4 separate regions of the Mus musculus genome follow, and regions 2, 3 and 4 are each linked to region 1. Evidence: chromatin contacts called from public HiChIP or PLAC-seq data. All regions are on one chromosome and are shown on one strand. Each heading gives the region's core, a stretch centred on a gene start, on an enhancer-like site or on the middle of the called end of the contact. The rest is flanking DNA. Distances are from core to core; before and after follow the strand shown. Region 1 holds the start of Zfp62 (zinc finger protein 62). Region 2 has its middle 38 kb from the start of Gm36109. Region 3 holds the start of Flt4 (FMS-like tyrosine kinase 4). Region 4 holds the start of 1700024J04Rik (RIKEN cDNA 1700024J04 gene).

What was found. HiChIP or PLAC-seq counts read pairs in DNA pulled down with a chosen protein or histone mark.
Region 2: a contact with region 1 is called in an H3K4me3 HiChIP or PLAC-seq map of bone marrow-derived macrophages, with 5 times the contacts expected there. The contact joins the enhancer-like site here to the promoter of Zfp62 in region 1. A contact is called at or near these places in 5 of 39 promoter capture datasets (the C10 cell line, hematopoietic stem and progenitor cells, liver and 2 more), 9 of 484 Hi-C or Micro-C datasets (CD4 T cells, the G1E-ER4 cell line, the N1E-115 cell line and 5 more), 6 of 115 datasets of contacts at active chromatin or transcription factors (the NIH/3T3 cell line, bone marrow-derived dendritic cells, bone marrow-derived macrophages and 2 more) and 3 of 9 other capture datasets (adipose tissue, liver and macrophages).
Region 3: a contact with region 1 is called in an H3K27ac HiChIP or PLAC-seq map of embryonic stem cells, with 10 times the contacts expected there. The contact joins the promoter of Flt4 here to the promoter of Zfp62 in region 1. A contact is called at or near these places in 1 of 39 promoter capture datasets (hippocampal neurons), 1 of 484 Hi-C or Micro-C datasets (nephron progenitors), 2 of 115 datasets of contacts at active chromatin or transcription factors (both in embryonic stem cells) and 1 of 9 other capture datasets (embryonic stem cells).
Region 4: an H3K27ac HiChIP or PLAC-seq map of embryonic stem cells shows a contact between it and region 1, with 4 times the contacts expected there. The contact joins the promoter of 1700024J04Rik here to the promoter of Zfp62 in region 1. A contact is called at or near these places in 1 of 39 promoter capture datasets (hippocampal neurons) and 1 of 115 datasets of contacts at active chromatin or transcription factors (embryonic stem cells).

What each region holds. Positions count from the first base shown.
Region 1 is chr11:49,198,248-49,206,021 of GRCm38.p6, forward strand. It overlaps Zfp62 (zinc finger protein 62), which reads left to right and starts at 5,045. Exons shown (of 4, transcript NM_009562.3): 1 at 5,045-5,291.
Region 2 is chr11:48,757,335-48,765,108 of GRCm38.p6, forward strand. No RefSeq gene overlaps it. Among named protein-coding and RNA genes, the nearest start is that of Gm36109, 38 kb to the right of the region's middle. Within about 2 kb of position 2,862, at least 1 of the 459 cell types and tissues checked has an H3K27ac peak or open chromatin away from gene starts, as enhancers often do.
Region 3 is chr11:49,606,542-49,614,315 of GRCm38.p6, forward strand. It overlaps Flt4 (FMS-like tyrosine kinase 4), which reads left to right and starts at 3,138. Exons shown (of 30, transcript NM_008029.3): 1 at 3,138-3,286. The coding sequence starts at 3,229.
Region 4 is chr11:49,585,198-49,592,971 of GRCm38.p6, forward strand. 1700024J04Rik (RIKEN cDNA 1700024J04 gene) reads right to left here and starts at 5,135. Exons shown (of 2, transcript NM_001378508.1): 1 at 2,730-5,135; 2 at 1,443-1,612. The coding sequence starts at 5,049. The coding sequence ends at 1,590.

The DNA.
Region 1 (7,774 bases), core at 3,795-6,294:
CAATAAACGTGTACAGAAGGACCCTGTTGTGGCGTCTGCTTTGCTGGTGAGTCGGGCGCTCACAAAAAATATTACTAAAAATAATTTTACTTAATTAATACAACGACGAATCACCTTTCACTATGTCATTTCACAATGTGTGTTAGTCTGTTTTCTGTCACGATGAGAAATACCTAAGCTAAATCAAATTAAAGAGAAGAATGGCTTAATTTGGCTAACAGTTTCAGAAGTTGTAATCCATGATTTCTTGGCCCTATTGCTTTAGATCTGTCTGTGGCAGCATAGTATATTGTAGTAGGAGCATGTGGTATAGGAAAAGCTGCCCACCCCAAGTCAGCCAGAAAGCAAAGAGAGCCAGCAGGTCACATTCTCAATGGCCTAACTTCCTTCAGTAGGTTCAGCCACCTCCTAATAATGTCACAGTCTGGTGACTAAGACTCCAATATTTCTCCAGCCTGTCTCGACCTGGCAGCCTCTAACAATGACGTGGAGACTTTTATTATTTATGAAAGCTTAGTCCTTATACCTTAGGCTTGTATAACTTAATAACCAGTTTATCTGGTCCACATTTGTCACATGGTTCATTACCTCTCATTCATTCCCTGTACACCTGACTTCCTCTGTGTCTGACTGGCGAATTCCACCTCTCAATTCTTTTCCAGAGTTCCTAGTCTTGCCCCAAAGTCCTGCCTTTCCTCCCCTGTCCTGCTATGGGCTGTTAGCTCTTTATTAAACCAATCACAAGGTGAGGAAGAAGAATATTTACAAAGTACTCAGGCAAGTGATGATTCAATAAAAAGAACAATACCAAGGTCCTGCCTACACTCAACTCTGTGCACGTACAGAATTCAACATATGAAAAATACAATCTTTACATGGTACACCAGAACTTTATCCCAACACTAACACAAAAGTCTCTTAAGGACATTTTGGATGCAAAGTATAGCACTATAGTTATGCCACATGGTGAGTGTCTACAGCATAACTGCTATGGCAGAAACTGTGTGCACATGAATCCATGCTGCCTAGTGTCTTCCCCAGAAGTTCAGCCAGGACACTCTGGCCCGCACAGCAGAGTTCTACCCAGTATGGTTGTTCCAGACATAGGTACCTGCCATTCTGATAGGAAAAAAAAAATGTGTTTCTGTCAAGTTTGGGTTTGCATTGTTTGAAAAAGGATATTATTTATGTATATGAGTGTTTCGCTTGTATATATGTATGGAAGTGTCCCTGTGTCCATTCCTAGTGCCTGTGTAGGTAAGAAGACTGCAACTGAAGTTATAATTATGAGCCGCTGTGTGGGTGCTGAGACACAAACTCCAGACCTTTGCAAGAGCCGCAAGTGCTCTAAACCCATGAGTCATCTCTCCAGCCCATGGTTTGTATCTTTTTATAAGTTATTTGTAGGAGCTTTCTCTGAATCCTCCATCTTCCTTATGACTTTTAGAAAAACCTGTGGTTGGGGGGTGGAGGGAATGGTTCTTTGTGACATAAGATGTAAATATTTTTCGTAGGTAGTAAATTGCATTTTTATTTTCTTTGTAGTGATTTTTCCATAGAGTATTTGACTATGGGGTGTTTGAGTTTGCCATCCTTTGTGCCCCACTACTTATCTTTTAAGGTATAATTTTTAAAAAGGAAAGCATTTCAGTATTCCAGTATGATCATAATTTCTCTGGGGCTGTTTTCCTAACAGTTGTACTGAAGTGGGACTAGTAGTGCTGGCGACTAACATGTGCAAATTTATTTATTGATGACAGAGGTTTGCTGGGTTGCCCTCGATACCCTGGGCTTAAGTCATCTTGGTGCCTCAGCCTCTTACATGTCTGAGACTAAAAGCAGATGCACCCTTCTCAACCCCACTCATGGTTCATACTTGCATTTTACACTTAAATCTTTTATACATATTTATATTTAAATTTAAGTTTAAATCAAAATTTATCTGCTTTGAAATGCCTCCCAGTTGTCCCGTGCTATCTTCCCCACACTGATTTAAAATATTAAATGCCGACCCTATGTTGCTCTTTAATTAGTTTATAAGCCTGCCTTGGAAATATGTCCACTTAATTACTGATAAGTTTTAGTAGTCCTCCCCCGTCTCTGGTTCTTTCTCTAAGGCATTTACTGGCTAGAAATAAGCAAGAGTCTCTACTCATTGTCCATGTAAACTTCAGGACCAATGGTGGGTTGCAAAGAGGTTGTGACTGTAGTTACGAGAGTCATTACAGATGAGAAGGGGGCACCTTTGAGTCTGAGTCATTCCTCTCAGTGGAATCCAGGAAACTTTGCATACGTTCAGTTGCACTTCTGCGTTCCCGGGAACACTGCAAAGTTTCTTCATATAGGTCGTGCAGGTGTATTGTTAGCTCCTATTTCATTTTCTGCTGGTTCCTATTATAAATGTACTTTTGCTTCATTTATTAGAATTATAGTTTATGCATAAGGAAACTATTGCTTTCTCTGTTAATTCTGAAAACACATACTTTACAGTGTTGTCTCATTGTTTATTCTGGTTTTCCAAGTTAATTCCCTTGAGCTCAATAAAAATAAAATCTTGTTATCTGAAAGTAGGATAATTATATGCTTGCTTTGCAGTGTTTATATTCTATGTTTTTTTTTTTCTTATCCAGCTGCAACAGGAAGTAATGATAGTAACTGGTAGGTAGTTATCTTCTGGCTCTCTCATTGCTTTCACTGTTTCCCCTGCCACACTCTCTAGTGCCCCAGTCCTTACTGTCCTTATTTTAGGACTTGTAAAAATGTCCTCTCTTTGTCCAAGATGCATACAGAAAAACTGTTGTACAGTATTGTTTATTATAGACCTAATTTAGTTTTTATACACTTAATTAGGAAGCACTTCATACATGAACAAGAGGAGAATGGCTAATGAGATTCTAATTCAACAGAACAACACAGAAAACAGCATTATGAGAAATCATAATGAATAACACTATATTTTAAATCACTAAAAAGTGCATAGGTAGCATGATTGCAACACTCTAAAAAAGAAAAAATCCATTCAACTGGTGGTAGAAAAAGGAAGGAAGTCTGTGTGTGGTAGCATACAGACAGGCAGATCTCTGTAAATTCAAGGCCAGCTTGATCTACATAGTGAGTTTGAGGCCAGCCAGAATTACAGAGTAAGAATTTGTTCAAAAAAAAAAAAAGTGTGTGGGATCTTATATAAATGGTGGTTATCACTAGGTAACTATTCTGTTTTTATTCTTTTTTTTTCTTAGCTTGGATATCCAGTGCCAATTTTACATTTATAATATATCTTAGTTCATACTAGCCATATTGCATGTGTTTATTAGCCACCAAATGTACATAGTAGCTATACAACAGGTAGACAGTCTTGGTAGCTGTTCCAAAGGACAAGTGCTAAAAAAAGGACTCTGTGTGTGTCTCTGTGTGTTTGTGTGTCCACGTGAATGTCTGTGTTTGTGTGTGTGTGTGTCTGTGTCTATGTGTCTGTCTGTGTCTATGTCTCTCTCTCTCTCTCTCTCTCTCTCTCTGTGTGTGTGTGTGTGTGTGTGTGTGTGTGTGTGTGAATACAAGGCCAAAAAAAAAATTGCCTGAATAACAAAAACCATGGTGGAAAATAAAAACATTGTCCACAATAAACGTTACCTAATCAAGATGATTTATTTAGGCTTTATGATCCTTTGCTATCCTTTACTAAATAAAAGTGTCCCAATCCAGATATAATTATTTTTATACTTAATTATCTAAAAGGAAAAACAAACAAACAAAAATCCAAAATCTTGGAATGTGAGCAGGCCAGCCTAATGTGATAGCCTTTAATTTAGACTATGGACTCTTCTAGAGGCCTCAAAGAAGTGCCCAAAGCTCTTCCCAGAGTTGTGCTATCCAGTAAGTGGGATCCTAGCACTCATGTGGCTATTTCAATGAAATGTAATTAGACACTTGGTCTTCAGTGGCACTGGTCACATTTGAAGCACTTGTAGCTGTGTCTCAGCTACTGTTTGGGTTGTAGAAGAATCCCCCAACAACCCCTAACTTGTCCATGTTCTTCTCCATAACTTGCTGCTTGCTGGCCTGACAAGGACCTAGGACCCTGCTCCATCTTGGGCTTCACTGTTTTCCTACTCTGCTGGACATTACCGCAGACTTTCCACTTGCCCTGACCACCTTAGAGATGCATAGACCTTAGTGCCCAAATGCAGTCGAGATACTACTACACTCAAATTGCCATTCCTTCTACATTTCCAAGTCATTAAGGTGAGTTAGGGCTTGCCTACAAAGATATAAAAAACAGGAGTAGACTGGTGCAGATTACAGGCTTTAAACTGGAGTTTTGTAGTTACGGGTGGGGGAGGGTGAGGGGGATTTTGTTAGAGGCAGAACGGGGAAGGTAGCTGTGATAGGTTATTTCTCTGCCACCACGGAAAGGAGCCAATTCAAGTTAGATTAGATTAAAGGCAGGTTTACGGAGAAGCTGCTCTCCTGTGGGCGAGTTCACTAGCTCCGAGGACTGAGGCCAGGAAAGTCCCCATGGGGGGGGGGGGGGTGCACTCAGATAAAGGAAGAGAAAAAGAGCAAGCAAGAGTGACCAAAACTTCTAGATTATATAGGGAGGAACCTCTGGGGGAAAGGGCAGCTCAGCCCCTGGGCTGGGAAGTTGAGATCAGGGTATGCCTGGTTGGGACAGATGCTGTTCCCAACATGGAGCCAGGTCTGCTTTGGTAAGTAAATATTCACCTCTGTCGCTTGTCCTCATTGGAAAACAAACACGAAGCTGCTGGTATCCGGGAGAGAGACAGTTACTTTTCTTCTGCAGTCTCCGAATAGCAGGCTTCCTGGAAATTTGAGCTTTGTTGAGGGTCTTGGCTTTGGGAGAGGAGGGTCTTTTAGAAATAAGGGGTATGGGACCCCCATATTCCGCTTTCTCCCAGGAGCCCAGCCCTCCCTCCTAAGACTCTCCCCAGCCTCGCTTGTTAACTATGAGCTCAGCTTCACAAGCAGGAAGTGAAGTATCTATTTTACCACACCACTTGATTATACCCGCCCCCAATGCACCCCGGAATTGCAATAAAAGTCCAAGACAACTAGAACCCCCTTCCTCTCCGGGCAGACCAGCCGGGATTAGGAGGCCAGCAGAGCACCCACAAACTGCGGGTCACGTGCGCGATCAGAGCCCGACCATCGAGTCAGTCCTCCAGCTTCCCAGAGCGGCCTCGGAAGTGCCCCTGCGGCTCGGGTCTTTCCGGCCAGGCAGTCCGCGCTTTTGTCCCGCCGGCGGCCGGGCTCCCGCGGTGCCGCCACAGCCAGTACGTGAGTCCCGGGCTGCCGACGCTCCCGCCTCTCCCCGGCCCGCCACGCCCTTCCCTTCTCTGCCCTCCGGTCCCGGGCGGGTCCTAGTGGGGGAGGGAGAGCGTGACTTTCCACACGCCCTGGGGAGCGTCCTCTAGGAGTGAAGGGGAAGGAAGAGCCCTGGTTCGGGCCCGGCGCGCGGGCAGGCTGCCATCGGAGCAGGCCCTGGGCCGAGGAAGGGCCAGAGTCCGCCCCGGTGTTCCTTGACTGTCATGGCCGTTTCGGGCTTAGAAAGAGGAGAATCCCGATTATTAGCGCCTAAAAATTTGCCCTGATTGCGGTTAAGTTTGTTTCTGAGACTTGGAGATGACCTGATTCGGTCACCTCTTCCCGTCATTTTGGTGGGGGAGAGGTGTTGAGAGACACTTGCGGCTCTGGAAGCAGACCGTTCTCCACTTCCTGGCCCTCTCCTAGGAGAAACTCATCTGTAGAGCAGTGGGTGCAACCGGAGGCCGCCATCTGCCCTACCCCACCCCCACCCCACCGCAAACTGAGAAAGTGTTGGCCTAGGGAAAAGCCAGCGAAGGCACTTGAACCCAAGTGATCGCTTGGGGAAGTCCTGGGGCAGCGGTGTGAAAGAAAGAAAGGTCAGGTGGAGAGAGCCGCGGCTAGTGTGTTATCTTAAGATGGTTAGTCTAGATGGCCAAGACCGTTTGTGTACGCCTGAAGCTTTTGTCTGTCTGGGGTGTGTGTGTGTGTGTGTGTGTGTGTGTGCGCTTTTGTCTGGGGTGTGTGTGTGTGTGTGTGTGTGTGTGTGTGTTTGAATACGTAATGCTCACGTGTCCAAGGCATTAAAATACAAAGATTTTTAAAAAACAAAAATTTAATGCAAAATATGAAAACAAGATTTTCTTTTACTGTTCTCAAAGGTTGTTCTGGGCCCTACCTTAAAAGGTAAACACTTTTGTTAAGATGTTGAGTAGACTTTAAGGACTTCTTCATTTAAATACTAGCAAATATATAAGTCGTTCCTCTTTTATTCAGACAGGTGGTAGCATAATAAGTCCTGCTTCTCTGTTTCTTTTACTGAATCTGTTTTACAGAACTCATACGGAAACGGGTGGGTTGTTTGTTTTACAAACATGTAGCAGATTGGCCATTTTAAAGGATGCTTTAGATAAATCTCTAGACTGCAGTTGATAATCTTTGAGTTGTTTCTAGTGTTTTTTGCCAAATGGTATTATGTGGAATGATTCTGTATTAGGATAAGGATTTTGAAATTAAGAGGGACTGAGGTTAATAAGGTATTTTTTGTTGTTTTGCATTCAGTTAAATGGGCTACACTAATTGCTTCAAGCTAATCTCTGAGTGGGCCCTTAGCTTCAGAAAAATCTCTCCACTGCCCTTCATGCTCTCTTGCTTCCCTTATTGCTGGAGTATCTAAAAGTATCTCTTTCACTACTATGAGAATATTTCATTATAAAAATCCCTCCTGTCCTTATTCCTAATTTTTAAATAATAGAAACAAATCTTGTTAACCATTTGCATATGCTTCTCATAAATTAAATGCAAAAAATGACCAAAGCACATATCGTCCTCTTTTCAGCATATCACTTAGACTCCATCCTCCATCCGCACGTTCTTCCACTGAGTGCTCTTGAGTTGCCTCTTTCATCCTCTCGTCACCAAATATGGCACCTAAGAGCTTAAGTTACAGAAGCCCTGTACCACACTTGACATATAGGATACTCCCTTATGGGAAACAGTTGAAATCTGGAAATTCAAAGTAGCTGCAGGTATATCACACCTGTTTCTTCTTGCAGCCCCACTGTAGGCGTCACTTCCCACTAAACCAAGAGTGCTCTCTTGTGAGTTGACTCAGCTTTTGAGAACTAACTCCTCGCTGTCCAGAACAGGTAGTAAAGTGAAGGTTCTTGATATCTGCTTGCACTTTTGTAGAACCTAGCAGTAGAATGTGAAAAAGTACAGAAATTGCCAGAAATGTGAGTCTTAAGTAATTTATGAGGGATAGAGACTTTCTCATGGTTGGCTTTTTCACTGATGTTACCACAGATGTTTTCACAGATGGTTAAGGTCATTCTGTCTATCAGAAACTGGCTCAAGAGATTTCCCATCTAGTTTTGAGAAATTAAAACCTTTTTGTTCTGTGTTATGGGGGACAACACATGATGGCCACCACATCCATTTTATTGATTGTACTATAACTTCATCTTGCAACTCTAGTTCTTGGTTCTCTTATCCCTTCTTAGTCTGTTCTCCAACTGATTAGTAGTGGTGGTGGCAGCAGTGCTGTCTTTAGTCCCAGGAGGTAGAGGCAGGTGGAGCTCTGTGAGTCAAGGCCAGCCAGTGCTATATAGTGACGTTTCATTCATATATATATATATATATATGAATAATATATATATATATTAAGCAAAGTAGAGGTAGTACAGTGAATTGTATGCCCAGAGTTTCAGGATTCTGATATATTTATTTATTC
Region 2 (7,774 bases), core at 1,612-4,111, 440 kb before region 1:
AGGACTGCTTTATGTTAGCTCATTAGGAGTAGAGAAACCAGAGGAGGAAAGGAATCCCATAGAGAAATTGAAAAGTACTTTAAACCCACATTTCCTTTGTTAAAGGGGGAAAAAAAGGTAAAAGCAAGCAAGATGTCACCTGCTTGTTCTGAAGGTCATCAAATCCGACTTTCAGAAGACATACCTTCCAAAACATAACAGTGAAATCCTCACTTCTGAGGCTCTCCACAGATCTAACCTGCAGCTTATACACAGTTGTTGTCCATTAATTTCAATGAGAGCAACAACAGGGATCAGAAAGGGGAACCGGATATGGTGATACACACCTGTAATAGGCCATCCTCAGCTACATGGCAAGCTTGAGCCAGCCTTGGCTACATGAGACCATATCTTACTATATCTTGAATGAATGAATGAATGAATATAAATAAATAAATAAATATTTTAAAAGGCTAGGCACTGGTAGCACATGCCTTTAATCCCAGCTCTTAGGCAGCAAAAGCAGCTGTATCTCTGTGAGCTAGAGGCCAGCCTAGTCTGAAGAATGAGTTCCAGGACACAGAGAAACCCTGTCTCAAAAACCCAGAGGGGGCAGAGGGAGAAAGAGAGAGAGAGAAAGAGAGGGGACAGAGAGAGAGAGAGAGGAAGGAGGGAGAGAAGGGGAGAGGAAGAGGGAGAGAGGGGGAGGAAACAGGTACAAATTGTCATTTGTTAATCAAAAGTGAACCCAATGCATAAATGTTCATACCCTGTATTAGTCAGGGTTCTCTAGAGTCACAGAACTTATGGATAGTCTCTAGATAGTAAAGGAATTTATTGATGACTTACATTCTGCAGCCCAGTTCCCAACAATGGTTCAGTCGCAGCTGTGAATGGAAGTCCAAGGATCTAGCAGTTACTCAGTCTCACACAGCAAGCAGGCGAAGGAGCAAGAACGAGACTCCCTTCTTCCAATGTCCTTATATTGTCTCCAGAAGAAGGTGTAGCCCAGATTAAAGGTGTATTCCACCACACCTTTAATCCCAGATGAAAGGTGTAGCCCAGATTAAAGATGTGTTCCACCACACCTTTAATCCCAGATGACCTTGAACTCGAAGATTCAATCTTCTGGAATCCATAGCCACTATGCCTCAAGATCTCCATACCAAGATCCAGATCAGAAACTTCTATCTCCAAGCCTCCAGATAAGGGTCACTGGGGAGCCTTCCAATTCTGGATTGTAGCTCATTCCAAATAGAGTCAAGTTGACAACCAGGAGTAGCCACTACATCACCCTCAAACACAGAGCATCCTGGTAAAAACCAGAAGCCTTCAGAAGAACACCATGGTGAGATATTTATGAACTCATTGCACACCTTGGCCACTAGGATTCAACTGAGCAGAAAAACCTCTTCATGGATCAGAGCCAGATGACTCTGCCTGCAAAGCACTTGTTTCCCAAACCTGGTGACCTGAGTTTAATCCCTGGGACCCAAGTAAAGAGGAAGAAAAGAACTGACTTCACAAAATTATCTTCTGACCTTCACCGGCCGGCCATAGTGCAAGCACATGCACAAGTACACACAACAACAACAACAACAATAAATCATAATTTTCTGAAATCCTAACTGATGTTTCCCACTATGGCCCCCAACCCTTTTATAATGTGTCAAAAGCAGACAGACTTCTAGGAGCATTCTATAGAATGAGGTGGACAGGGGACTGGGGTAATATTAGTGTTAGAACGAGATGGTTGGAGTTCAGCTGGGTCAGATACTAAAGTTCTGGAGGAAGACAGTGACGACAGCTGAGCAACAGAGGCAGGGGATTTGCGTTCCTAGAATGAGGTTGGTATTGTGCATTGTTAGGCATGGCCAGACTCTTTCATCTTCAGACTCCATTGTCGTCTTCTCTCTCCCATGAGGATGTGTTGTGCTACTGGCCCTACTTCTCAAACCGGCCATCAGGAAGCTCACCCTGCCTCCTCTTCATAGCTTGACCACGCCAGAACCATCCTCCTGCCTGAGTGGGTGTCCGTCAGTCAGCTTCCCCTTATTCTCCGCCATCTTCCTGGACCAAGTCATCCCTAAAGGAACTCCTACCTGGTTTTCCAGCACCCACTCACTCCCAGCTCCCACAGGCTGCTCCCCACCAGCATTGCAAGGCTGAGCCTTTATAGACAGAAATTAAGCACTGACTTTTCCTGTGCAGAAGCTTCTAGCCACACTTGGAATAGAATCCTCTCCAAGCTTTCCTTGACCCTACCCTTGGCAGAGTTATTCCTACCTCGTGGCACATTCTCCTTTAACCTGCTTAATCCAACGCTTTGAAACTCCTTTTGTTTCTCAAAGCAACCAGCCTTCATGCTCACTCGGAGCCTTGATCTACAGCAGTGCCTTTGCCTGGAACATCCTCTCCTCTGTCAGTTGCTTGGCCGAATTGTTCTTTGATTTCCGGTCTTAGCAGAAGTGGAACTTTCCTAAAGTTTCCCTCAGTGACATGGTGTCTATCTTCTATCCTCCCAAGTCCTCTCTTCTCTTCCCCCACCCATTACCCTGTTTATATATCCATATGAGTCTATTCTTTCCCAGGCTATCAGATTCCTGAGGTAGCAATCAGGGCTGCCTGAACAACCCAGGCACTTAATACAATATATGGTAAACAGTAGGTAATCAATACATGTATATTGAATGAATAAAGAAAGAAAGAAATGGGTGATCTTCTAGGGCACCCTAACAGAGAAATGAGGAAAAACTACCATTAGCCCAGAGAGCCTATGCCTTCTGTTTTCCTGAACACTCGGAAAAGTTTCTGCACAGCTATCTGAACCGGCTCCAGACTATTACATGTACCCACTCAAAGCCACTCAACGAGGACACACACGCACTCAAAGGTCCTCACAAAAGAGCTTCACCTTTTCTGAGAGAGTGTCAGTGTGACCCTCACCAAGGACAAGGAGATCGCTTCAACCCTTCTCCCAGCTGACATAAAACCACTGAGAAGGATCACCCGTCTACTCCCTAGCCTTGATTTTCAGTGGCATCCTGCCTTCTGCATTGGTGAACAAATTCCTTGAAACCACATGAGAACAGTAATAGAGACAGAACATAAGATGAGGTCTATGGCTGCCAAGTGCCCCAGAGCAGTCCTGATGCCTTATTCAGCATAATGAGCCAGCCACGGCTCCCTGTGCAGACAGTCCTTTTGCAGGGGACCTTCTCCTAGGTAATGCTCCAACAAACAGTACTTGGGTAAGAACTGCTGCTACAGTGATTGTTACTGTTATTATGGACTCTATTTTATTTTCATTTAACTGGTAATTATTTTAAATTACATGGCTGAAGGGTTGTTACAATGGATATTTCTTGGCCCTCAGTGGCTCATTCTCTATCAATGCAAAAATATGGGCTATTTTGAGTTTAGCCATTAGGGGTTGCAGTGATAAGCACCTCTCAGTGCAGTATGGGAAGTCTAAGCCTAATGGCTTTTCACAATAGTCTAACTTCTGTTGCCATTATAGAGAAATATGTGAAAACTGTTTTCTCTTTAGACAGAGCTCCCACAATGGCAGGCTCCTGAGTCTCAGAGAGGCAGCAGCCTAACAATCTCACAGTCTATTTGATATTTGATGTGGCTCTTTTCTGAGAGAGAGAGGGAGAGAGAAAGAGAGAGAGAGAGAGAGAGAGAGAGAGAACTTAAACAGGACATGATGACCTTTAATCTCAGCATTGTAGAGGCAGGCTGATCTCTGAGTTCAGGACCAGCCTGGTCTACAGAAGGAGTTCCAGGACAGCCAGGGCTACACAGAGAGGAAAGAAGAAGAAGAAGAAGAAGAAGAAGAAGAAGAAGAAGAAGGAGGAGGAGGAGGAGGAGGAGGAGGAGGAGGAGGAGGAGGAGGAGGAGGAGGAGGAGGAGGAGGCTCAAGTTTACGGGTTTACAGCTAACTCTTATTTCTGTGACTATGACATGCACTTCTTAGCTTTCAGAATTGATCTGTTTACAGAGTGACTTCTCAAACCTGCCAGTCTCAGATAATAGGGTAGACATATAAAACAAAATGAGAGACTTAATCTCTGTTTGTTTGTTTGTTTAAGGAGTTCTTGCAAAGTTTTTTTTTTTTTTTAAAGAAAGCTTTTCTTGTTTACTTTTATCAGTCTGTTCTGGCCCTGCTTCTAATAATGTCAGAATCACCTGGGTCACTGATAGCCACTGTGCATACTCTAGTTAATGTTCCTCTCCCTGCACCCAATTCAATATTATTGCCCTGCCTACAAAAAATAAAGTGGAAAGGGTGGAACAGGATACCTCCGACCTCCACAGGTGTGTGTGTGTGTGTGTGTGTGTGAGTGTGTGCATAAAAACAGAAAAATTAGCAGTAGTGTTTTATAATCTATGGAATAAGTTGGACACCATGGCAACCTTCATAATGCTGACTAATTTAGACATGAAACATCATTGGATGCTGAAACTCTAGCATGTCACAGATTGATAAGGAAAAGGACATACACGGGGTCTCAAAGTATCTCCTCACAGGATATTTATTCACTACAAGGAGAACAAAGAGTGTCTTTGCAGCAGAGAGAGAGGCCAGCCTAAAGCTCAAAGTACAGCAACCAGATAGCCACACTGTGCCACTCCAGCCAAAATGCATGTTAGAATTCACCATAAAGAAACAGGGCAAGAACATAGAGGGAGTCTGCGAAACGCATGCCTTGCAATCTTCATTTGTGTCTAGCTCATGGAAGCACAAGGAAGGCTGAGGATGTGTTCCAAGGTGAGAGAGACTAGAGAGACATGGAATCTGGTTGCTACACATGAACTTGAACTGGACCCTCAGCAATCAAGAGCATCACCGAAACAGTTAACCTTAGTGGAAGCTGTCTACGAAGGCTGTGCCAGGGTTCCTGTAGAGCTACTGTGCTCTGTATTTCAAATGCCCCTCGTAGGCTCACACGTGTGGATTCTTGGTTTCCCGATGATGGATTTGTTTGGGGAGGTCGTGGAGTCTTTGAGAGATGGAGCCTCACTAAGTGAAGTGGGTCACTGAAGACAGACCATGAGATCTTAAAGCCCAGTTCTGCATACCCTGTTTATTTTCCACAGAGATGTGAGGAGGTAGAGAGTCCCAATGGTACACCCCACCCCCATCTCAGTGACTTCCCCACCACACAGCAACAAGAGAAAGAGTGTAATATTATCCCTAGAACTTGGGAGTTTGAAGCTATTTCCAAGAACGAGGGCTCCAGCTCTATGGTGTAGTGTTTAACATGCATGAGACCTGGCTTCGGTCCCCAGCGCTGTTTATTTTGAAAGCCTCTTTTCCTTAGGTGCCATGTTTGCTATTCTTGAAGCAGGCAACCTCCTTTTATATGACACTTTCAATACGGGTGCACATGAGATATGCTTCAATTTTTCCATTCTACAGACAAGCCTAACTGTAAGGGGAATGGCACTTGACATTAGAAATATTTGCTTCTTTGGTAAATAAATAAATAAATCATTAAACGTTTAAATAAGCCAAGGTTGGGAATTCAGGCTTTTGCATGCAAAGATGTACAAGTTCGCTTATTGTTCAGAAAATACAAATCAAAGCCAGAATGAGGTATTTGCTGTGCCCCATCCATGACAGTTAGAATTAAGAGAAACACACAGGCAGAAAGTGCTACCAGGCGTGTGGAGGAGGTGGGTTCTCTGTGCACTGCTGATGGAAATGCACATAGAACAGCTATCACAAAAAAAAAAAAAAAAAGAAATATGGAGGTCCTAATTAGGAAGACAGGAAGGAAGAAAGGAAGGCAGGAAGGAAGAAGGGAGGAAAGGAGAGGAGGGAGGGTGGGGAAGGGAAATTGATAAATTACCATATGACTTTAAAATGCCCATTTGCAAGCAAATATTTCAAAAGTCAATACAGCTGTTCAGAGATTTGCAAACCAGGATTCATAGCAGTAGCATTCACAACTAAAGGATGCACAGCCCCCAAGCATCTGTCAGTGATAAACAGGCAAAACAAACAAACAAACAAAACAGCATCTAGTGGGAACAAACGATAGAATGCAAAGTAGCCTTTGAAGAGAAATCCTGACAGGTCAAACAACATGGACGAACCTTAAAGACATTACATTAAATGAAATAAGCCAGTCACAAAAGCAAAAGTAGGGCATGGTGTCATGTTATTGCAATACCAACACTAAGAAGGCAGAGGCAGGCAGATCTCTGTGAGTTTTAAGGCCAGCCTTGATCACATAGTAAACTCCTGGAATACCAGGAATAAACAGTGAGATCCTGTCTATAAATAAATAAATGCACTTTGGTCTCATTCCATTAACATGAGACATCTGTCATAGCCAAGTTCACAGAGGCGGAAGGCCAGGGACTCCAGGGAGGGGAAGTGGGGAGGCATCATTTAATGGGTAAATGATTCTAAAAATGATTAGTGTAGGTACTTGGCAGGCATTACAGCTGTACTTAATTCCACAGAATTACCCACTTTAAAGGTCTAGAATGGTAAATTTTGTATTATCTCCATTTTACCACAATTTTCTTTAAAATTTCATTTTAACTGTGGGATCAAACCTGAATTCAATTTCTAACTCTGCCACTGTAAAGCTGTTGTGATCCTAGACAAACAATTATTCAGTTATTTCATTTTTCTTACCCTCAGATTTATCCTTTTTTTTTTTTTTTTTTTTTTTTTGTTTTTGTTTTTTCGAGACAGGGTTTCTCTGTATAGCCCTGGCTGTCCTGGAACTCACTTTGTAGACCAGGCTGGCCTCGAACTCAGAAATCTGCCTGCCTCTGCCTCCCAAGTGCTGGGATTAAAGGCGTGCACCACCACCGCCCAGCAGATTTATCCTTTTATTAGATTATGTGTATACGTGGTTTTGCTCTCATGCATGTTTGTGCACCACTGTCTGCCTGGTACCAAATGAAGACAGATTGGATGCCTTGTGGATGCTGAGAGTCAAACCTGGATCCTCTGGAAAAGCAGCCAGTGTTCTCAACCACTGAGTCATCTCTCCTCCCCCGGATTACTGAGTAAGAAAGCAGAGACCCGACTCAAGTCTCTGAAGCAGAATGATTCGGAAGAGGGAGATGGGTATTAAGCGCAATGCCTAGTGCATACTAGGTGTACTAGTGACCGCACCGTAACAATGTAACAGTTGTAACAGTATAACACTGACCACACTGGCAAGACTGTAAGAGCCCAAAGCATAAAACAGTCCAGGCGTGAACTAAGTCAGGTGATCTGGCATGATTTTATAGGCCAAGAAGAGGTGTACAGACTTTATCCCAAAGCCTAGAGAAGGCCACTGGAATCATTTGAGTACGCACAGAGTAAGGCACAAAAACTAAGCTCAGGATTCAGGGGCATAGATGCCTTCACATTTCCAGCCGTGGCCTTTTTGTTCACTAACAGACAGTTAGGATATTGGCGCATGGGCAGACACATTACGAAGGGAGACTATGTATAACACAGAAAAGGGGGCTCCCTACAGAGAAGTGCTCAGCCAAGCAAGCCTAAAGCATGAACTCCCAAAAGACTGTTCTCTTCCCCTTCCACTTTACACAGAGCATGGGGTGTCCAGGGGCTTTCTTTGCTTCTGTGACTTACCTAAGGGCATCCCACTGGGTTCTCCATCTGTCTCCTGTCCCGTGCCAGACCTTCATGGGACCTTAACATCTGTAACAAGCAGGGCTGGGTCCCAGAACAGTTCGGCTCAGATTCCAAGCTGCGCATGCACCTACACCACTGCCTGATCTCATTTCAACATGACCACGTGGTCGCGTCTTACCC
Region 3 (7,774 bases), core at 1,888-4,387, 410 kb after region 1:
GCATGGGCTCTGTTTCTTTGAGACCATGCAATTCACTTAGGAGCAACCATTGTATTAGATTGTCACGGGGAAAGGTTCTGAGTGGATGTACCAACTAACAGCCTCAGCTGAGCTCCCAGGTGATCATCAGCTATCCCTGTAGCCTTCCCACCAGTGGTACCTTCAGACTACTGACAGCAACCCTGAAAATGTCCAATCAAACGTGACACAGAGATGCCTCTTGAAACCTGACTTACCAAACAAAAATAAAGTTAAGAGTTGCCTTTTCACAACTGGGTGTTAGCATGTGCCTTTAATCCCAAAATTTAGGAGGCAGAGGTGAGCAGAACTCTAATCTTGAGGCTAACTTGGTCTAGAAAGCTAGTTCCAGGACAACCAGGGCTACACAAAGACACCCTGTCTCAAAAAAAAAAACAAGGAAAAAAAGAAGAGTTATCACTTTATGCCTCAAATTTTGGAGGAAATTATTACATAGCCAGAGAAAACAGAACTGACCAAGGACTTACATACAGAATTTATTTTAAAAAAGAAAAGAAGGAAGAACCTCCTTGCAGATGGGGGGAAAAAAAACCAAGCACTAGAGCAAAAGACTTGAAATCCAAATGCCCAGTTATGTGCCTCAGTTCAGCCATCAGAAGGGCCAAGATCAAAGACGCAAGTGATGGCACAAGCTGGCAAGGATGTGGAGCAAGGGAACCCTCCTCCATTGCTGGTGGGAGAGCAAACTTGTACATCCACTTTGGAAATCAATTTAGCAGTTTCTCAGAAAACTGGGAATAGTTCTACCTCAAGACACTCCTGGGCATAGACCCAAAAGATTCCCCACTATACCACAGAGACACTTGCTCAACTATATTCATAGTAGCTTTATTCGTAATAACCAGAAACCGGAAACAATCTAGATGTCCTTCAACTAAAGATAGATAAAATGTGGTACATCTACACAATGGCATACTATTCAGCTATTAAAAATCAAGGACATCATTAATTTTGCAGACAAATATATGGAACTAGAGAATATCATCCTGAGTGGGGTAACCCAGAGACAGAAAGACATGTATGGTATGTACACACGTATAAGTGGACATTAGCCATAAAGTACAGGACAACCATGCTACAATCCACAGACCCAAAGAAACTGGGTAATAAGGAGGTCCCACAGGGGAATACACGAATCTCACCCAAAAGAGGAGACTAGTTATCAGAGGTGGGTGGAGAGAGGGAGCTAGGTAGGACAGGAGGTGAGGAGGGGAATGGCAGTGTTAGTCAGGTGTGAGGGAGGGGTGGTCTGAGAGGGCTGGGAGTGGGATGGAAATCGGCAGAGGGAGGGGTATCTCTGGTGACCAGCTGGAGGCCAGGGATGGGAGAGGATTCAGGGAGTCTATGGAGGTAACTCTAGCTGAAATCTCTACCAGAGGGGGCTATAGAGATTGAGGTGGCCACCTCCTATAGCCAGACAGGACTTCTAGAGGAGGGAGACAGACATCAATTCACCCACAAAACCTTCAATCCCAAATTTGTCCTGTCTACAAGATGTACAGAAATAAAAATGGAACAGAGACTGGGGGAGCAGCCAACCAATGACTACCCTAACTTGAGACCCATCCCATGTGAGAGAGCCAACCACTGACACTATTAATGATACTGTTACTCTTGCAAACAGGAACCTAACATAACTGTCTCCTGAGAGGCTTCATCAAGCATCGGCGGAGTCAGATGCAGACACCTACAACCAAACATCAGGTGTAGCCTGGGGAGTCTTATGGAAGAGTCTGAAGATAGAAATGAGCAAGTCAGAGGGGTCAAGGACGCCACAAGAAGACCCATAGAGTCAAGGAACATGGAAGCGCATAGAGCCTGGGCCACCAACTAGGGAGCATGTAGGAGCTCCCCCTACACATCTGTAGCAAATGTGCGGCTTGGTCTTCATGTGGGTCCCCTAACAAGTAGAACAGGGTCTGTCTCAAGTCTCTGTTTCCTGCCGTTGGATTCCCCTTCACCCTACCTGGACTGCCTGGTTGGGCCTCAGTGGAAGAGAATGTGCCTAGTCCTGCTGGAACTAGATGTTCCAGGGTGGGTGGTAGCCAAGATGGGGGGCGGGGTGGAATCCCCCTTCTCTGAGAAGAAGGGGAGAAGACAATGGGAGGAGGGATTTGGAAGATGGGACTGGGAAGAGGGGAGGGGGACTGTTATAGGGATGCAAAGTGAATTAAAGATAAATATAAATAAATAGATAAATAAATAAGTAAATAAATATTCTTAGCCTCAGTGGCAGTTAGGGAAAAGCCAATTAACAACACCATAATGTGATTTCAGTACAAGCTAAAATGAAAAACTAGTTAGCGCTGTCTACAGATGTTAAAGACACGCATACCTAGGAGTTTCATTCCTGTTCTGTGGTTGAGAGAGTTGGCGACTATTTAAAAGGTCATCATCAACAACAGTCTGGCCTTGACTTTTGGCAAGGATGAGTCCGGGCTGGTAGGTGGGGATCGTGGGAACAGTGGGAACGCAGTACATAAGAGCAGAAAAAGGTTGAAATCGTCATTGTCATTTGGGATATATTTTGAAATAGGAAAATTCTAGCAAAGGAACCACAAAGAAAAAGGAAGTCTGTGCGAGAGCGTTTGCCAAAACAGAAAGTGAAGTGTCACCTGATAAAAAAGACTTAGAATGAGCTCAGAGCAAAAGTATTTGGTGGGGAAGCTAAAGCGAAAGCCTGTCTTTCACACTATAGAGAGATCTGGCTTCTGCAGGGCGCTTGCTAAGATTTAATGTACAGCCGTTTTAACGTTATATTCGTTGCCGCTCTGCTTATGGATGGAAGGGAAATGCAGAAAACGATACTATGCGGTTTTGTTCATTCTCCGGCGCCACAACGCGCACGGGGGACAGTGCAGTCACCTGCACTCCTCGCCCACCCGCAGTGGCCCTGGAGTTTGTGCTTGTTGATGGCTGCTTTGGAACTGGGAGCCTTTAACGTACGCAAAGTGGGCGCTCTCCCTACCCAGGCTGGATTCTCCTGGGGCAAGCTGGAAGGGACAGAGAGGGGCGAGGGGCGGGCTGAGGCTACGGTGACCCTCCTCCCCCGGAGCTCCGCCCCGGGCCGCCTCGGCTCCGCCCCCGGGCCGCTGACCGGTCCGCGCCCCGCCGGCGCCTCGGCGCGCGCTCTCACTCCCAGCCTAGAGCTGCGGCCGCGCAGGTCCCACCCGCGCCCAGGGGCCGGAGATGCAGCCGGGCGCTGCGCTGAACCTGCGCCTGTGGCTCTGCCTCGGACTCCTCCAAGGTGAGCGCCCGGGCCACAGCCCAACCTCCGCTCCCGCTTAACCACCCGGAGCCCGCTGCGCACCAGGGGCCTGTGGTGAGACCGCACCGACGGGGCGGGCGGAGGGACGGGGCAGTTTGGGAACCTAGGTATGAGGACGCCCGCTGGAACCAGGGAAGTCATGGGAGCCGGGGGCTAGGGACCGGGACCGCGGGGAGCAGGAAAGAATGGGTGAGGACTGCAGCCGGGTCACGAACAGGGTGGCGGAGCTATGACCAGGTCCCAGTCTTAAGTCTACGGTCCGGTCCGTAGTGAAATGCATCCTTACCCTGGATCCTTCGGGTTCTTACTCAGTCCCCAGGAAGTCCAGGGCTCACTGCCTCTGGGTCCCGATCCTCCAGCGTGAATCATTTCCCCATTGATCCACACCCGACCCCGCACTTGGGTGCGCACTTCCCGACGCCTTGCGTCTGCACTGAAGATCGGTAACCCGAGGTCCCCCAGAGGGCGCTCCGGACGGGCGTCTACCTTCTCCTGGGCTAGGACTGAGGACTTGGGACACTCCACCCCGCACCCCACTGTAGGAACCTTGCAAATGATCCTAGATTCAAGTTGAAACCTAAGCCGAATCTTGAGTCCCTAGTTCCAGACCGATCCACGTCGAGGTGAAGGGCCAGGGCGTCCAGGGATTTGAGGGGATCTCTGGATTAGAAAGGATAGAAGATTTGAATCATAAAGCAGAGGCTGCAAGGAGAGCCTTGGGAACAGGGAACGGAAGGTTCAAGTTTGTGTTGAGAGCTTGGCTCTGCGGTGCTGAAGAGTCTCTGGAAGCAGAGGAGCTGTGTGGAGGGGCCAGGAAGGAAGCACTGGGGATTAGGCGGGGGATGAGCCCGGCATCCGCTCAGGAGCCGCTGTCCCTGGAAACCCAAGGTGACTGGGTCATCACAGAGCCCCTGATGCTTGACGGAGACGTGCAGAAAGACCTCGGAGAGAGAAACCTGTATGTCTGTATGCCGTAGAAATTGACTTTGAATGTTTCATCTTTTATTCCCACAAGAGTATGAACCCTTTTTTACATAAGTGGGGAACGTGTAACCTCCCAATTCCTCAGGAGCCGGCAGGAAGGGAACTAATTAATGCAAGTTTTGATATTGGAGCCTCGCTCTCAGCTCGCACCCTGTAGCACCCTGTACGGTCAGACAGCGAAGCTGAGCGAGATGTGATTGAATCTGTGTAGACACTGAAGGATGACTGGCCCTTTGGCTGTTTCTTGCTCCACTGCCCCAACCCTGGATAACGCTTCTCGCCAGTGTTCAGGATATGTTTGTTAAGGGAGTGAATGTGTGGAAGAAGTAAACAGGGCTCTAGCTGGGCAAGATGGATGAGGAATGAGACTTCCCTGGGCCCAGGAGACCTCCCACATTCAGCCAAGAAAGGTATCTGAGGCTCCGGGAGGTTGCATTGGCTGGAATGTAAGCTGTACAAATTCTTTCCCCTCCCCATTGCTAGAATCCTGGGGTAAGCGGTCTGAAAGGAAGACAGGTACATTGCAGAGATGCAAGGAGCAGCAGGCAGAGGTCCGTAGAAATGAAGGAAGGTGGGAGTGCTCCCTGAAGTAGGCACCCATGACCACATGGGCTGTGAAGAGGAGAGGAGATAGTTTGATAGGGTGGCCTAGCATGGGTGGGGAATGTAGGGAGCAGGGCTGCCAATGTAAATAGAGACCAAGCCTCCCTGAGCCCTGTGCCTGGTCCCACTCACTCCTGGTGAAAACCGATCCAGGAGCTCCCAGCCTGGTGGGGGATGCTATGGCAGGAACAAATCTCTAAGTGCAGAAGATGGGGTGAATAGCTCCGTGGTAGGGTATAGAAAGAAAAAAAAATCCCTAAGAGAAGGCAAACAGGAGTAGGAGACCTGTGTGAAGCCTGGGGACCCTAAATGAAGCCCTCAAGGGCAACAGACTCACACTTTAGTCTTAGCTGTGCCCCAAAGTCCTTAAGGTCCTGAGGTCTCCTTTCCCCACTGAGCACCAGTGTCCTGCGTGTGTTCAGGGGCAGGCAGGGCGGGAGGGGCTCCTTGGACTTGAGCTTGGCTTGGTGTCCTGATCTAGTTCTATAACCCAGCAGGATCCCTGTAGAAAAGGGCAGATGACAGCTTTAATAAACTCTGTCTCGGGACTTTAGTCTGGAGGGAAGCTAGCAGGTGACACAGAGGGACTGCTGGCTTCATCTAATGATGGTCTGCCTTGCCATGGTCTACATCAAACGTGGCTGCCTATCTCTCTGATATTCCTGCTCTTAGGTATAATCCAGGTCCAAGACAGTGGGATCTACCTGTTTCTGTGGCCTTCTAGTCCTAGCTCAGAGCTCTGGGGACTGAAATGTAAGTGTCTCTCAGAAGCAGTGTAGCAAAAGGGGCCCTGATCCCTCATCAAAGCCAGGCCTGGAACAGTGTGGTGAAAAGTCTGGCAAACTTCCCAGCATGTCAGAGAGACTGTGACTCTGTGCAGCTACAGCCACACACACACATCACCTGCTCAGGATGGCAGGAAGGACAGGGGCACGACCCCATCCTGCAGGGGTTTTCCAAGTGCCAGACTGAAGTGGCATTGGATTTCTAAAGCATGAGGATGAACGTGCTCAGAGACACCCAGCTACTGCCTGTGGGCTTCACAGGAAGCCAGTTGTCACCACCACGACCCTTTACTGCAGTTTCTCATGTTGTGGTGATCCACACACACACACCCCAACCATAAAATTATTTTAGTTGCTATTTCATAGCTGTAATTTGTTACTGTTGTGAATTGTAATGTAAATATCTGATATGCAGATGGTCTTAGGAGCCCCCCCCCCCCAAAGGGGTCACAACCCACAGGTTGAGAACCACTGGTATAGCGACTTCTGGAAGGAGACTGCAGAATGTCAGTGAAGGGTATTCTGAGCAGGGTGAGGAGCACTTCACATGATACCCAGAGACAGGAATGCCAGACAGAGACAGGTGAATGGTCAGATGAGGCTAGCTAGATCTTGGGGGTGGTTGGCTAGGGAGTGACGGAAGAGCTGGCAGGAGTGACATAGATGACTGTCCAGGCGAAGCAGGGACCTACAAGTGAATTGGACATTGGGAAGTAGGAAGAGGGAGGCTGTGCCCCAGGACTCTGGCTGAAGCAAACGGGTGGGTGATAAGATCATCCGCCTGGGGAGGACCCCAGGAAGAGGAGCTAGTGTGGAGAAGCAAGGTCTCCAGGTGTTACTATCAAGTGGACTTTCTTGAAGATTCCAGTTCATGCAACCAGATCAGATAAGGAAGGAATGAAATGGGGAAACTGGAGGGCAACCACAGAGGAGGGAAGGAAGAAAGTTCTCTGCGTCTAGTTTAAGGTTTGGTGTTTTCCTCTGCCGCTCTGTTGTCTCTCCGCCGGGGCTTGGCTTTCACCCCACAGCTTTTGGGAAGTTCCTGGGAGTGAAAGGCAGTGGGGAGATGTCCCCAAAGATCCTCTTGCACTCTGTCCGGACATCTCTGATAGAGAATCAGCCAGCATGTCCCAGCCGGAGCCAGGGATTGCTGAGTTTCGGTCCTTTTCAGACACTGGCTTCCTCTGGGATCTCAGTTTTCCGGTCACACTAAGGGGACACGTCTGGGAGCAGGAAGGTGCCTGTTTGGCATTCATTGCTGGAGGAGGTTCAGAGGCTCAGGCTCAGAGCTCATGCCCTGCCCCACTGGGCGGTGCCAATAGTAGTCACGCCCCATGCCCTTGAGCCTCAGCCTGCCACCCTGTCCCTGGGCAAGCACAGGTCCTGGTGGTAAATGGGGGAGCCCCCTGCCACGTGGACGGCAAGGTCAGCAGGGGTTCATGGGAAAGGACTTGTCGGCCACAAAAGAGGACATCCTGCCTGCATTTCCCTCTTCCTGAGGCAGGAGCTGGTGGCCCCGATTTAGCAGCACTAGGGGGCCACCTCTGAGCCAGCTGGACTGTGGTGATAAAATGGCTCGTCCTGCCAGCCGATGAGCAGAGCCCTAGCCCCAGGGGTGTCCAGGGCAACTGACTGGGACAGCTGGTGAAACCACAGCCATCCCAGTGCTGGGAACTCAGCACGTGCCAGGGTCCCTTCCATCCTCTCCAGCACCCCCAACAGAGTACAGAAGCAGCCTGTACTCCCGACCCCATCCCTGACTCCTAATGTCCAGCACCTTCCAGATATTTGTCCTGATGCTTCCTCAAAGAACTTCTCTGAAACACAGATCTGACTCTCCCAGAAACCCTGAAACATAAGCTAATGGAGTAGACTCTTCCTTCGGGAATCCAAGGGCATCCGAGCCTAAGAGATACCCAGCCTGCACCCACCTAGCCCCACAAGTCCCAGTTTGCATCCACTTAGAATCACAGGCACTCAACCTACACCCACCGTATTCCTAACCCAGTACTGAGCCTTTCCTGCTTCAGATAGGCCCCTGGAGGACTACTGGGGTCCACCAGGTTGGGGGAGGGGTCTCATTCCCATCCTCTGT
Region 4 (7,774 bases), core at 3,885-6,384, 390 kb after region 1:
CCACTGTTGTTATTGATACTTGTAGCCAAAAGGTATTGTTTTAAAATAAATTACAGGCCAGGCATGGTGGTGCACACCTTTAATCTCAGCACTCAGGAGGCAGAGACAGGCTGATCTCTAGGTTCAAGGCCAGCCTGGTCTACAGATTGAGTTCCAGAACAGTCAGGACCACACAGAGAAACCGTGTCTCAAATAAATAAATATATAAATAAAACTTATACAATCCTCTTTGTCTTCACCTCCTTGAATATATGCAAAGATTACCATGATACACACGTTCCTTCTGCAATGTCCATTCCTGGGTAAATTTACTAATCTTTGGGAAGTCTGTTAAGTTGATATCTGGGGATTGAGAAGAATTCTAAACTGAGACATAAAATCTCTATTTATCAACCATATAAATATTTCACATTTAAAAATCACAGAATGCCTGGCGGTACATGCTTTTTATCCTAGCACTCTGAGACAGAAGTAGGTGGATCTCTGAGTTCGAAGCCAGAATAGTCTACAGAGTGAGTTCCAGGATTGTCAGGGCTACACAGAGAAATCCTGTTTCAACAAATAACAAACAAATCAAAGAAGTGTAAAAAGCAAAAGATGTTTAAAAAAACAATATGGAAAAATGCACTAGGGGATAATGAATTTGTAATTCATCTGGAATTGCCGACCTGAATACCTAGGAATCAGAGATGAGAGACCATGATGCCACTCAAAGGAGAGTCATCTTGCTCTGGACACAGAGATTGTTGCTTTGGTGGCTAGAGACAGAGTGTACAGTGCTTAGTTTTAATTGTCAACTTAACAGAGCCCAGTATCATCTGGGAAGAGGCTTTCAGTTTGTCTGGACCTGGTTGACTTTAGGCATGTCTGTGGGGAATTATCTTGATTGCTTTAAGATGGGAGGACTTGTCCACTACAGGTGACGCCACTCACTCCCTGGGTTTGAGTCTTGTGCTTTCTAAGGGTAGGCACGGAGCTGAACACAAGCAAGCACATAGGTACTTATTCTCTCTGCTCCAAACTGGAAAAGTGACCATCTGCTTCAAGTTCCTACTTTGATTTTCCTGCAGTGGTGGACTATAACCTGGACTTGTATCCCAAATAAACCCTGACTTCCTTAACTTGCTTTTTGTCAGAGTATTTTATCATAGCAGGAGAAGTAGAAATGAGACAGGTTGGTTCCAAGAAGAGAAGGTAACCTTCACCAAGGCTCTAAATAGAAATGGGTACCAGTGCAGTGTCCCGAGGACTAAAGGGTCAAAGAATATCCTGAGTCAGAACCCTCAGCAACAAATGACCGTCCTCAGGATAGACATGGGATGTTGGGAAGACTTCTTAGGCTTCTGGGGGGGAGGGGTCACAGCTATGACCAACAAAAAGGACATAATATTAAGATATTAGATGTATCTCACACTATTATAAATCAGAAACTGCAACAAGCATACTGGATAACAATTTTATTTAAGTGTCAAAATGACGCTAACATAGAATGTGATATTATACTAAATTTATAGAGTATAAAAAACTGGATGCTCAGAATTGAAGATCAGTGTTAAGTGCTCAGTGACATGTGGCTATGCACAGGTCATTTAGTGACCCCAGGCCTTGGCACCTGTAAAAGACACAAATAAGAGTATGTGAAGAGAAATAAAGGGAGGTTAATAACTACAGAGTATTTGATATCATAGAGGCCATATGAAGATTAATCTAGACTAGCAGTCCTCAATCTGTGGGTCACGAACCCTTTGGGGACCAAATGACCCTTTCACAGGTGTCACCTAAGACCATTGAAAGTATCAGATATTTATATTACAATTCATAACAGTAGCAAAACTATAGTTACAAAGTAGCATTGAAAGAACACAAGGTGAAGAACTGTGCTAAAGAGTGGTGGCATTAGGAAGGTTGAGAACTGCTGATCTAGACCATCTTGGTTTGTGTATGTGTGTTTCGTGAGGACAGATAACTCATTTTTTACATCAAGCAGTTGTGTGTGTGTGTGTGTGTGTGTGTGTGTGTGAGTGTGAATTTATTTTGCCCAAATAAGCACCGGATGAGGCAGAAGTAGCATCTCCATCAGCAGTAGCCACCCTGATTGACACCTAGAGGAAAATCAACCTGAAGCTCCCCTTTATGTTCCAGGATCCACGGGGTTAGACCAACATACACCAATCACTCAACTTTGCCTTGCTGTAGCATGAAGTGGGTGAGATTAGAATACTGTCTCTCTGGGTAGAGTTATCAAGCTTAGTGGATCTACCACATTTTCCATAGGCCAGATGAGTTTCTTGGGCTGACCGAAGAGCAAAGCTAGGGTAAATTACTTGCAAAGACCAAGCAGGCCGGTACTTGGGGGACATAAATCTGTTTCTTTATATTCGGACAAAGCAAAGTGGGATTTAGGGGGAACCAAGAAAAATGGCCCCCAGAGGCAGCCATTGGAGCATATTATGAAAACCAGGCTTAGAGATCTTAATCTTCCTACTTCTCTCTTCCCTCTGAATGAGTGATGGGACCGAAGGGAAAGGTGCTGAAGAAGGTTCCTGCAGCAGACACAGCAGAAAACAGGAAAGCTGTGTGGAATTGCTGTCTACACAGCCTTCCACTTACCCTTCAAGGTGCAGTTTCCTTCTCTAGGCCACAGTTGTGTACAGTGATATGAAACCATTGTTTTGGGGGTTGGGGCAGAACACCTCGACTATGGGGTGGTAGCAACACAGGGATCTTACGTCTCAGAGGCCTTGGAATATCAGGTTTGGGGAAGCCATTCCATGGGTATCCTTGCTGAACTTGAGGAGCATTTGTGACACTGTATGACACCCATTTGTGCTCTGCTTCACTGGGTCTCTTTTTCTTTCTTTCCGGACTACCTGAAGATCTAAGTTTATAGCTTTTTTTCTTGCGTTTCTTGGGAAGCACCTGCAACTGGGATAAAGCCCAACCTGATTGTGGCACGGCATATGCAGGAGCACCTTTGGCAGCATCTCGAATAGCACATGCACCAACACCTTTCAGAGCATCTTCCGTAGCAGGTGCAGCAGCACCCCTGGAAGCACCTTGGGTAGCAGGTGCTGCAGCACCACTTAAAACCCTTCCGATGGCACATGCAGCAGCACCTCTTGAAGCACCTCGGGTAGCATGTGCAATAGTGGCTCTCAGAGGATCTTGGGTGGCATGTGCAGTCGTTTCTTTCAAAGCACCTCCGATAGCACATGCAGCAGCAGTTCTCAAAGAACCTCGGGTAATATGTGCTGCAGTGCCTCTTAAAACAGCTCGAGGAGCATGTGCATCGGTACCTGCAGCAGGTCCTGAAGCATCACCTGGGTCAGCCCACGCAGCAGCCCCTGAGGTAACAGCACCTGGAGCTGCACTTGCAGCAGCAACTAATGTAACAGCTGCAGCAGCGCCTGGGGCAGCACCTGGGGGGGCAAGTGCAGCAACACCAAAAGCGGCACCTTGAGTAATGCCTGCAGCAATGCCTGAAGCAGCAGCATCGGGAACAGCACCTCGGGTATCACGTGCAGCAGCACCTGGAGCAACACCTGCAGCATTACTAGAAGCAGCTCCTGGGGCAGCACCCTCTGTGGCAGCCCCTGAAGTATCACCTGTGGCAGCATCTGCAGCAGTGCCTGGAGCAGCACGTGGGACAGCACCTCGGGTATCATGCGCAGCAGCACCTGGGACACCTGCAGGATTACTAGAAGTAGCTCCTGGGGCATCACCCCCTGTGGCAGCCCCTGAAGCGTCACATGTGGCAGCACGTGCAGCAGCACCAGAAGCAGCGGCTGGAGCAACACCTGCAGCAGTGCCTGGAGCAGCTCCTGGGACAGCACCTCTGGTATCAGGTGCAGCAGCACCTGGGGCAACACCTGCAGCAATACTAGAAGCAGCTCCTGGGGCAGCACCTGTGGTAGCACACCCCATACCCCCCATGGCAGCCCCTGAAGCATCACCTGGGGCAGCACGTGCAGCATCACCTGTGGCAGCACCTGGAGCAGCACCTGAGACAGCACCTGGTGTAGCACCTGCAGCAGAGTCTTTGAAAACACCTTGGGCTCCTGAAGGAGCACCAGGTGCAGCCCTTCCGGTTGCATCCACACAAATTCTCTCTGGTGGCCACTGTGCTAGAGAGGAACTGTAAGAGCTGGCGATGGCATTTCGTTTGTATGAGCTCTTGAAGGCAATCTGGTTTTCCTTAATCCAGCTCTTTGCTGAGTTCTTGAAAAGGATAAGTTTACCCAGAGGACCTGGCTTGGGTATAAACGAAGAGAGTACACCATTTATAAACAAATGTGTAAAAGCCGACGAGGCACTCACACTGAGATCAGAGTCCTTTCCCTGATCATTAGGTGTCTCTGTGACCGGGGAGCCTTCCTCCTGATTGGCAAATCCTTCTCCACCTTCTCCCACGGTGGTGACATCGTTCTTTTCCTTGATTTGAACTTGACTGCTCTCCTGGAGAGCACTAATCTGTGTCTCCTTCCTAGATTGACTCACAAATTGGCCAGTAAGAAAAGACCATATAATCGGGACCAGCTGTCCCAGAACAAAACGGAGTGTGACTCTGGCCATATTAGAAAACACATTCAGGATCACCGAGCTTCGGGACATCCTGGATCTAGACAGCACTGACTTGTGCTGGCTACCTAAAAATGTAGAGGAAAACTCCTCCACAGGATATTGCTGCGTGTGAACGACCACAACGCGCTCAGGGTGCTGAGGATGGGCTAAAGCTGCATCATCTTCAAAAGGCCGACTATCAGCCGAGTTCAGACTCCCATTTGTTGAATTAGCCCGGAGAGACCGGGAAACACGGTGGGCCGGTGGTGAGGGCCTCTTCTGCAGGTTCCTAGTGGACACGGTCAGGGGTGGAGGGCGAGGCGGAGGAGGGCGAGGCGGAGGGCGAGGCTGAGGGCGAGGCGGAGGGCAAAGCAGAGGGCAAGGAGGAGGGCGAGGCAGAGGGCAAGGAGGAGGGCGAGGCAGAGGGTGAGGCGGAGGGCGAGGCGGAGGGCGAGGCGGAGGGCGAGCCCGGCTCAGGTATCCACCCATCCGGACAGCTCTGAACAACTGGAGACTTCAAATAGTCAATGGCTCAGAAACGCTTCCCTAGCCTTGAAGAACCCACACAGCAAAGTGAAACCCACACGCACTGTGAGGTGTATCGCCTATGACGGGGCAGTGGAACGTATGAGCGAAGAATGGGCACGAGAGCAACAACCACGCGGGAGAAGGGCACGCACCAGGACCTTCTAGGATGAACCGTTCTCTTGTCTAAAAGCCAGGAGACACCCCTGCCCCCACTGTTGGAGCCGTTCAACACTGAGGTCCCCTAGCTAAAGAACTATTGGGCTAAGGGACTCCGAGCTCAGCAACATGCCCTGGAGGCCGCAGCATACTTTCTCCGAAATAGTGGAACGCCTGCTCAGAAGCAGAGCTCACCTATGCCATCCAGACCTGGAGTGAGATAGCAAGGCTGGAGCGAGCTCTAGGTATCTAGTAGAAGTGGGCGGATACAGGAGTCTAAGTGGACACTGCCACACTCTCCCGTTAATCACTTCATGAAATGTTCAAAAAGAATTCTATCATTTTCAAAGTTCAAGGTTAAACAACTTCTACATCAAAATCTGGTTGTTTCAAAGAACATACATGATCTAGACCTAGGCCTCTCCCCACCCCCCGCCCATGTGTAGCAGATATGCAGCTTGGTCTTCATGTGGGTCCCAAAGAACTGGAGCGGGACTATCCCAAAAGCTGTTGCCTGTTTGTGGGATATGTTCTTCTAGCTGGGCTGCCTTGTCTGGCCTTAGAGGGAGTCACAGAAAATTGATGTGCCAGGGGGTGGGGGAGAATTGTGGGAGGGGATGACTGGGAGGGGGCAGTGATCAGGATGTAAAATGAATAAGTAAATAAAAAATAAAATAATTTTTAATATTTAAAAATTATTTGGTTATTGGCAAATACCCTAGCTTAGATGAATCTTTTAAAAAAAAAAAAGCATTGTGCTAGGTCAATGAACCACATCCACAAAGGTATGTGCTTACCTCATGACTCCATATATATGACATTTTTGGAAAGATGAGTTCTCAGGGATGGAGAATAAATCAGTGGTTCCCAGGAGTTAGAGCTTGAGGGAGGATTGAAATATGACATAGAGGAATGGGGGGGTGGGGGACAGATATCATCGTATATGCTGATCACAGCAGCTGGTACAGCCACCTACAATATTTGACAATATTTACGATACATCACATAGGCCTTTACTGTAGATAACTTTAAAAGTTAGTATCTTAACTTTTATTAACCATGACTTGATAACAATCACTTAGAACCAGTATTTTTCCTTTTTAAAAAGGAGACAGTTTCTTTCTCTTATGTAGCTCTGTCTGTCCTGAAATGTACTATATATATGTGTGTATGTATATATATATGTATATATGTACTATATACCAGTCTGGCCTCCCACACTCCCAGGGATTCACCTGCTTCTGCCTCTGCCTCTGCCTCTGCCTCTGCCTCTGCCTCTGCCTCTGCCTCTGCCTCTGCCTCTGCCTCTGCCTCTGCCTCTCTGCCTCTCTGCCTCTCTGCCTCTCTGCCCCTCTGCCCCTCTGCCCCTCTGCCCCTCTGCCCCTCTGCCCCTCTGCCCCTCTGCCCCTCTGCCTCTGCCTCTCCCTCCTCAGTGCTGAGATTAAAGGTGTGCACCACCAATATGACTAAATAAAAATACTTTTTGTTTGTTTCTCAAGATGGGGTTTCTCTGTCTGTTTGCCCTGGATGTCCTGGAACTTACTCTGTAGACCAGGCTGGCCTCGAACTCAGAGATCTGCCTGCCTCTACCTTCCAAGTGCTAAGATCACAGGCACGCGCCACCACTGCCTAGCTAAAAGTCCTTTTTAAAGGCATTATTCTTCATTTGGACCTAGAAGGTAACCAAGGCAGGATGAATGAAGGCAAGATGAATGAAAGAAGGCCTGACATCTACCTGTAGTTTGCATACCCCATTTACTTTGGCTCAGTCACCCACTAACTCTACACATAAGCTTGTTCATATCTCCAGGAATGTCTGTCTGAAGGGCCAAGGTCGAAAATAACTGGCCAACCTCATCTCTCTTCATGGCGAGAGGCAAAAAAAGGTAAGAACCAAATTATCTTCCTACCCAAAAAAGATAGGGACTAAGTTATCTTCCTACCTGCTTTTACAACGTCCTACTCCAGACACCCAAAAGTCACTGTCCTAAACCTTCAGTCCCCTTGGATTCCAAGAATGGTGCACACACACACACACACACACACTGAATCACCCTATTTTGTACACTTGATGCTTAAAGATGCTATTTAATCTATATGGCCCATACAGATAATACTGAAAAGTAAGACACACTATGATATAACAGATGGCAGACAATCACCCTATCATGAGAACAACATCAGGCAGAAGCAGTCATCTCATAACAAGCTAGTTCTTTTGGATTCTTCAGAACGCCTTGCAGAAAGAGACCTGAGATCATGAAGAGCCAGACAGCGAGCGCTCTGACCAGGGCGTACCTCACTCACTGCTTCAACTCTTCCTCTGTTTAAACCTGAAGCTCCCGTCAGTGCCCAAAGTCTATTTTTCCTAGTGTGCCACATGGATTAAATCTTTCTCTGCTTTTCATTGTCTCTTGCCTCTCTAACACATTTAAATGGATTGCCCAGGGCTGGAGAGATGGCTCAGAGATGGGATCAGATGCCCTCTTCAGGTATGTCTGAAGAGAGCAACAGTGTACTCACATGCACA